Regions from separate parts of the Gossypium hirsutum genome. Here region 2 is linked to region 1. Evidence: chromatin contacts called from public Hi-C data. All regions are on one chromosome and are shown on one strand. The core of a region is the stretch at or near the end of the contact, and the rest is flanking DNA. Distances in the headings are between cores, read along the strand shown.

The links. A called contact is a pair of places that touch in the nucleus more often than the background predicts.
Region 2: a Hi-C map of leaf shows a contact between it and region 1, with 2.3 times the contacts expected there. The contact joins the promoter of LOC121213894 here to the enhancer-like site in region 1. A contact is called at or near these places in 6 of 34 Hi-C or Micro-C datasets (fibers, leaf and petal).

What each region holds. Positions count from the first base shown.
Region 1 is chrD01:17,780,916-17,785,288 of Gossypium_hirsutum_v2.1, forward strand. No RefSeq gene overlaps it. Among protein-coding and RNA genes, the nearest start is that of LOC121213893, 9.3 kb to the left of the region's middle. Within about 2 kb of position 2,281, at least 3 of the 9 cell types and tissues checked have an H3K27ac peak or open chromatin away from gene starts, as enhancers often do. A contact at or near this core is called in leaf, where this site is marked.
Region 2 is chrD01:17,829,303-17,833,805 of Gossypium_hirsutum_v2.1, forward strand. It overlaps LOC121213894 (auxin-induced protein 6B), which reads right to left and starts at 2,222. Exons shown (of 1, transcript XM_041087237.1): 1 at 1,082-2,222. The coding sequence starts at 2,009. The coding sequence ends at 1,557.

The sequences.
Region 1 (4,373 bases), core at 1,031-3,530:
GTTACGGTGTCATTCTCCAACTTGAACAGAATGAACGACATAGTCATCAGTCTTTGACGTTTAGTTATTGACCAGATATGCCAGACTCAACAAATTCAATGCAGTTCTAGGGTGCATCTAGCAATATGCAACAACTGCAAATGTCCTAGAATTAGACAGTAGGGCTTGATGATCCAACTATGTGGTTCGGGTTGGATGCAATGTGGGGTCAAGGTTTACAAACATAAAAATTTATAATCATCATTTTTAAACTAGCCAAATCTACATGACAATTTAGCTTACATTTTTTTCCAATGCTTTCTTTTCCACTCTTCGAACCTTAAAAAACAACAATGTTAAACATTTAAAATCTAAAAAATTCAAAATAAGATTTACAATAAAATTTTTTACTTACGTAGGGTTGATAAGTGGTTTAGGGTTTTTCTATATAATTCTTTTTTTACACAACAATTCTTTACAAATGGTGATCGTTTTTTTAGGTCTGTTTTGTTTTGAATGCTTTTGGCTAGAATGTGGTTTTTTTAGGGTTGTTTGAATCATTTCTCACTTTCTTTTTATACAAAAAGTGGTGTTAATTATGGGATTCCTGGAATGATTAGTCTTGTCCGTGGTAGGGGAGTGGAGAATCTTTGCACCAAATCTCCACCTCGAGGGATAATTTGGGTCCTTGAGGCAGCAAAGAGTCCTTGCTCACCTACCATAGACAAGAAGCCTCAAATCGCCACTTCAATGCATGATTTAGGTCTCACATTATTATACCTTCTGTGCGAACACCAATCCCTAATAATATCTACTGATGCTCATTAATACCCCAAATCGTAACCTTAAATGGCGATTTAGCCTTGGTTCAAGTCACCCCATATTATTTATGTTAAAAAAAATTTCAACCTATATTATTTCAGTAATAAGTTTTTTTTTGTATTATTCTAATCAAAAAGCCTGATTGTGGGGCTTATTTGCTTGTGTAGTTATTTTCTTTTCTTATGGGCCTAAGTCCTCCTTCACTTGATACCTGACAGTTCAGTGTCGACTTTTGACTTTAATCTCTGGCTATAGATAGTATTGCTCTCTTATTTCTTTATCATGATTAAGCTCTTTCGTGACTAGGGTGAGCATTTGATTGAATCGAGTGAAAATTTGCTAGTTAATTAAGGTAGCAAGTCCTATTTTATCATCTTAACTTGATTTGAAATTTTTTCGAGTTGAGTTAAGTGAAATTGTTTGAGTTAAATTAAAAATACTAAACACGTCGAATTAAAATCTTGTTACAATATAACTAATTCCATGTTAGAGCACATAAATTTAAAATTATATATATTTCAAAACTTTTTTGAAACAAAATAATAGAAAATAAGATACTTTAGTATGATAAACTTGAATAATTAATTAACTTATTTAGGTCCCAAAATTATTATTTTAGAAAATTTTAAAATTTTTAACTTTCTTTATATTTTTTAGAATTTATATATATTTCTAAAAAAATATAAATTATAGAATTTTTATAAATATTTTGAATTTTAAAAATTATTTTAATTTTTTTGTAATTTTTGTTGAGAGTGATTAATTTGCTGATTTTTAAAATTGATAGGGATCAAACGAGTATGTACACTAATCTGTTATTCGAATTATCAAAATTGTTTGAATTGTAAAATTTAACTTGACTCGAATTTGAATAATTCGATTCGATTAACTCGAAATTTAATTTTTTAAAATTTTTCGAATCGAATTTTGTTCATCCCTATTTGTGACTTCGATTTCCTCTTGTCGCGTTTTCTCTATATGGCATGCAGATTATTTGACCAGCTTCGGCTTTAATTCCAAGGGTTTAGATTCTAGCCTTTTGTACCTTTTAGGTTTGTTGTTTAGGGGTAAACCTTTGAACTTGTTGATGGGGTGAACTTCACCCATTTATTGTTGAATATTATGATGATCACCGATTGTGAAAAGACACCGTCTTTAGAAATCGGAATTCCATTGAATACAACAGACATGATAATGCTCTCTCCACTACGTCTGGTTCTTCAATTCCTTCCAACATCCCCTTTTGATTAAGGGTCATTTGATAGAGAGATAAGCAACGTTGATTACGACAAACATTTCCATTCCTTTAGGCAAAGCGAAACACTCGAGTCAAAATCATCACATGTTATTTCTGTATTCAAATTTAACTTTAAAATCTACTCAGCAACTTTGTCATTTTTAGCAAAGATTGTGGGCGGTGCCGTGGGTCGATGTCAACCAATCTTTTATGCAATAATGCCGCTCACCGGCACACTATCGATACAACTCGGATTATTTTGACCAAACGGCTGGTTGCGTCTACATCGATGTGGTGGGCTCAGTTTCAGCCATTTTCATGCTTTTTAGTTTTATTTTAAGATTGGTGTGCATCTGCTTCAACTAGGGATTTATAAGATGTAATTAACTACGTCTACCTTATAAAACTTTAAAATAGAATAATGGTTCTACTTCCGTGCTTCTTCTTTTTTTCTTTTTTTTTTTCTCAAACTAGTGTATTAAGCAGCACTCACTTAAGGGGTCTCTCTTACAAAAACTTTAAAATAGATAAAAAGTTAAAAAAAAAGTTGATTCAATAATCTAATATTAAGGTTTTGCAACTGAATTATGGGGGTGGGGGGTGGGGAGGCATTCTTTAAAATTATCATTATTGGAATTATCATAATAAATCAATAAAAAATTATCATAATAAGTCTTATTGGATAAGCTACTATTTTGGATCATTAAAATTTATCAAACTAATTATTAGATTTAATATAACATACTATTATTTGATTAGTTTTAGCAAAGTGTAGATACTTTTTAAAACATGAACAACAATTAAAGCAGAAGTTTAATTATCAAGTCAAATATCGATCATTTGCTTGTCCATTATGGGATTGATGAACAGTAAACTTCTAAATTATCAACCTTCGAAAAGATAGGGTTAGAGAAAAAAAATCCATTTGAATGTATTTAATATTTACTTTATAATTAACTTTAATTTTTATGATATAAAAATAACTATATATTTTAAAATATTATATAGATTTTTCTTAAAACTATTATATAAGAATTATTAATTATTTGAAAAAAATTTATTTTTTAGAAAAATTTATAAAAAAAAAGAGTTTGAAGTTTTATTAAATAATATAAAAAAAGAATAAAACATTTTTTTTTCAAAATAAAATTTAAAACTCAAAATTAATAAAAGGAAACAACGATAGACCAAATAATATTAATTATAAGGGAGTATATTTGATGCACGGGTAGTGCATGAAGCCTATGCACCATCAATGCACCACAATTTACTACATTATTAATGAGTTAAATAAAAAAACTGAAGGAATTTTTTAATTAATACTAAAAATTTTACTTAAAAATAATTAAAAATAATTTTGATATTTTCCTTATTTCTCATCTACACATAAAACTAAGAGATTTTACAATTTTCAAAGAAATTAATAAATTTTAGATAGTGCTGTTGGAAAATATGGATATCACATATATAATAAGAGTAATTACATGTGTCATGCTATTTCTTCTTTGTTAATTTGAATACTAAGATCACTTCTTAATTTGTTTCAAAATTGAACCTCCAATTCATATGCTTAGTTAATTTAAATAATTGGGTAATTCATGAATAACTGCTTATTACTTACTTTGATCGACAAGTATTTTTGTAGAATTGAAAATATTGCGGCTAAGCCAACATTTCATAAAAATTGTTGGCTCTTTAAATTTGCCTAATAAAAATACTTGAGTATCATTTAAGTAATTTTACCTAAAAATATATATTTACTCCTGTAATGGCCCAATTATTACTCGGCCCAATAAACTCTAAAAAAACAACCAAATTCAATAAACGGGCAAAGTCCATTTACATAGTCCAGTCCAGATTACAAACCAATTGGCCCAAAAAGGCCTAAACCCCGGCCCGATTACAGAAGCCCAAAACCCAACACAGAAACAAAAGCCGAAAACCCTAATGGCTGATGCGCCGCTGCCGAGCCACTCCCCACGCATGTAGCACCACCACGCGCCTCCAGCTGGCCACCGTACACGCCACGTCCCCGACTCTGTACGCCGTACCTGCAAATAGAGCAAACAACGTAGCAGAAAGGAGAAAAATTGTATTTTCATTTTTGTTTATTTTTTCAGCCTATAAAACAAAAGGCGAAACCTTTATAATCGGTTACACACATATTGAATACAAAAAAAAAATTCAGAGAAATCGAAAAAAGAAAAACTCGAAAGGTGATTGCAAATTTTTTTCTTTGGATTTTTTTATATATTCCATATTCGGTGCAAAAATAAACGAAAATAGGAGTTAGAGGGTCAAAGCTTACCTGGTTGTCGACTTTCCTTCTACTCCG
Region 2 (4,503 bases), core at 972-3,471, 48 kb after region 1:
GGTACGCTTTCACATCTAGCTGTATTCTTGATGATTTTTTATGACAGATCTTAGTATATAATTTATTAAGTTCTATATCAAATATTATTTTACAGTTCTAAAAAATATTGAATAAAATTTCATGCTGTTGAGATTAAACAAAATTTATTGATTAAATTCGATAATATTGAGAAACTCATAATTATAGAGACTTTTTCGACAAATAATTACATATATAAATTTTAGACTATCAGCAACCGAATACCTTCAACACCCACCCTTTTTTTTTCATTTCACTACTCTGGGCTGGAATTTAACTTATACAATTGTCTACACTTCCAAAAATAAAAAAGAATGAGAATGAGAAATTTGAAGCATTTACTATAACTTTTTCTTATTAGGCTCATTAATAATACGATGCATTATGATGTATTTAAGGTGCATAAGTTTTTTATAGTGATAATATATCAAATATAATGATAACAACAGTAGTTTTACCTTGTATAAAATTATATTTAATTTTTCTGTTAAACATCCATTTAATATGAGTCTATATTGTGTCTCTACCTCTAATATTATAAAAAAAATAACATTAATAATAATTTAAAAATTAACACTTTTTTTAGAGTGAAAATACAACAACGTGATAATTCAAACTGACAATATGAAGGTAGTCATAGCAATTCAAAATGAGGCGCGTAGAGTTAGGCTCTACTCTAATAAAGAGAATTCACCAAAATTTATTTAGAATAAAATATTAGGACATTCGACATATCCCTTTAGAACCTAATGGATAAGCTGATGGAATCTCAAAACAAATTAAAGAAAGGAGAGAAGGTCTTCAAGTTTTTGTAGTTTTCTCATCGGGGAATTAGTTCTTTTTTATTGTAATATTTTCAGTTTATTTTAGTTATTTCACCAAAAATCATTTTTATTATAATCTTTTCAGTTTATTTTGCTTATATCAAAAAAAAAAAAAAGCTAACGGCTGCCACATGATTGTAAAATTACAATTTGTAATTCATCTGCTAATATTAATAAATTAAAATTGCAATTTTCAAAAAACATCGAAAGTAAAAAAAAAAAGAAATTGAAAATTAAATTAATAATGGAAATAATTGAACATATTGATGGAATTAATATCTGTACATTGTTTTCTTCACCAATCAATAAATCTCAGAATTTACACAAAATCACTTTGTTCTTGTTTTCTTCTTGAGACTTGAGTTGAATAGTCTCAATGTCTCGATTCGATACCTTTTTCCTTTGCTCCCATTCCGATTCGAACTCGGGACGACTCGCTGGGTAGCTCACCCACCTTTCTCTGCCATCTCCATGCATTTCCGGAGCTATCATTATTGACTCGGTTCATTTTGCCCCCAATATCAACCAATTTTTAAAAATAAAAAATAAAAAATGAAAACCCCACTATGAATTAGTAACCAGCTTCTCAACTCGGCCAACTCACTTGCTTCAACAGCGTATAATGAATTGTTCACTCGAGCTAATTCAGAACTGAGTGAAAAACCCGGGTAAGAATCAAAGCGGTTTCCTTTTTGTTCTCACTGTTTCCTGAATTACCAAATTGTTTTCTCAACGAACCCATGAAGTAACGGTCGAGATTCGGTCCACAAATCGAAATTACTCCTGATTCCTACGTGACAGTTTCCTTTAAAGTCCTCGATGCACGTGAACTTACCGGAGTGACCCGAATCCGAACGGGAAATAAATCGGATCACTTCTTCGAAAACGGTCTCGTCGCAGGGGATGGACAACGGGCCTTGATTAGTGAAGCCGTACTCTTCCTCGGCTTGGATAAGGAGTTTCTTAAAGACGGGGTGGTTCAGGTACGTCAACCGCACCACAAATCTCCTGCAGCTCGTCCCCACATAGACCGCCACATGTCCCGCCGGCACATCGGACGGGATGCGACTGGCCGACACGCGGGCCTTGTTTCTCCACCGCCGGAGCATTTGGCGAAGCCTCACAATGTGGCGGATTTTGCTGCATTTCCCAAGCCCCGGCGACATTTTCCCGGCAAATTATGAAATGAAGGAGAAAAAAATGAAAGTGTCTGGGTATTTGAGGAGAAAGATTGGAGGTTGTGAATGGGAGGATGGAATTTAGGAGGGAGGATTTTATAAAAAGGAATGTAGAAGAATGCCCCTAAAGTTTGAGATAACTACAAGGCTGTGTCTGTTGTGCTATTGGTGAGCAATTAAATAAAAACTTAAAAATGTCTTTTGGCAATTGGCCTACTGTATCATTATCAGTAAATAAATCATCGAAACCAAGAATAAATTCAAAATCCATTTATATGGTTTAATATTTTTTGGATGATGAAAATTATTATTGTTATAATATAATCAACCCTTAATACTTACACATTCTACTAAATTAATCGTAAGTGATAAAGAGATAGTAAATCATTGCATTGCATACTGATGTTATTGCTAAAGGATTTCAACTTCATACAATTCCAACTTTGAATTCCCCATTGCTAATATTTAATGTTGAAAACTCTGAGAAAAACAAAGGATGTAATGAAATAAATTGAAGCCTCGAGAAAACCCACCACATGCAATGCTAGAAAGCAAAGTTGATGGCTTTACAAGTGGTTGAGTCAACTGGAAGCTGCTTTTCTTTTCTAAATCATATCAAAAAAAAAAACGAATTTGTATTCTCCATATCTGACTTTGCTATCCATGTGCCAGGATACCCCATCTCTGTTCTTTTTTTTTTTTTATTTCCTAAATATATCATTTATGGAAATTATTTTAACATATATAATTAACACCCAACATTTCATCATATAAGTATACATTTAAATCATTTATATTTTATTTATACTTAAAATGTATTATGGGAGTCTCTATATTAAGAATCGAATTATATTTTTTTTCTATTAAAAAAATAAATAAATTAGTCTTTTTACTTTAGATCAAAGAGTAAATTACTTATTCTATTTTTATTGTTAAAAAGTGATTTCTATACATTAATATAAGATACGCATGACATTCCATGTTGCATTGATTGATTATTTTCTAAACCAAGCAAAACACGTACACTAATTTTGAAAACATATAAACCCCCTTGCCTCCCATCTATCCCAAGCTAACTCAAACATTCAAAATTTTAAAATAATAAAAAATATTTAATATATTATCATTGGAGGTTTTAAACTCTACGAACATTAATAAATGTTGTATAAAAATATATAATAATTTCGAAGTAGGAAATATTAAATCATTCATTTTCACATATTATTTATGAAAGGTGATTGGATTGATGGGTCCACGTGCATGTTTTGGGCAGGTAGGGTGCATCCCCCCAAACCTCATAGTATTTGCACGTTAAGAAGTGAGAAACAACCCCACTTGCTAGGATTTAAGGATCATATCATTTATTTCGTTTTTATCGCAAATGTCCTTCCAATTTCAACATAATACATCCCCATATATAGATATTGTAAATATTAATCGAAAAGAAAATGCCAACACACATTAAAAAGCTGTAATAATACTTTCATTATTTTTTTCCATATCACAAGTTTTTCTGCATAGAAAACAATAAAATTATGGCCAACGCAAGGAGAAACAGGTGGAAATTTGAAGTAGTAAAAGTAAAAAAATTAAAAGTCAAACACTATAAATTGAAGTTTCTCTTTTATTTTATAAAATTGTATAAAAAAAATTTTAAAATCTCATTTCACCCACACTTTTTTATATTTTCAAGCCTAATACTTACACGTCAATCACACAAAATAGTATGATACTAGGTGTTGATCCAGACCCCTAACATTCCAACTTATAAGTATCATAGTGATGGGAGATACAGCGTAGCTAAACCCATATTTAGATAGTAGTAGAATCGACAACAACTTCAGACCCAATAACACTAATCCTATGGGATTTACTTCCCAACTCTATCCTCTAAGTTCATTTCCCTACCCAAATCACTAAAATCAATATTGTTATCAAGACAAGCAACAACTACATTACCATAGCATTGTCTTGGTTGTTTTCCCTTGCCCCCATAGCATTGTTTTCATTCCTTGCTATGCCATTGAAATCATCAGGAGAGTTTGAATTTAAAGGATTTAAACCCCCTCGTTCTGATTGGGTCTTCTCATCGCTGGCCATCCTTCAACTATCGAATTCTGGATCAAGTTCGATAAAAAACATTATCAATACCATTACCATTATCATTCTTAACATTTACCATCTCATTATCAACATTTTGCTCACCTGCTCCTAACTGAAACTTGTTTCTCTAGAACGAGTAGGAACTATCACTTGTACAACAACATTTAGCCTAAGTTCCACATATGTTGACCTCATAGGACCATGACTCCTTGTAGCCCATATCGTACCATTAAAATAGATCTAGTAGACATTAGATTCCATCTAAAAACCTAGTCGCAATATGATTTCTCCCATTTGTTCATTTAACTGTTCTTCCATTCCAATCAATGTGAAGAACATTGCTTGCTACTTTCCCTAGCCTTGTTGCAATGAAGGGCCT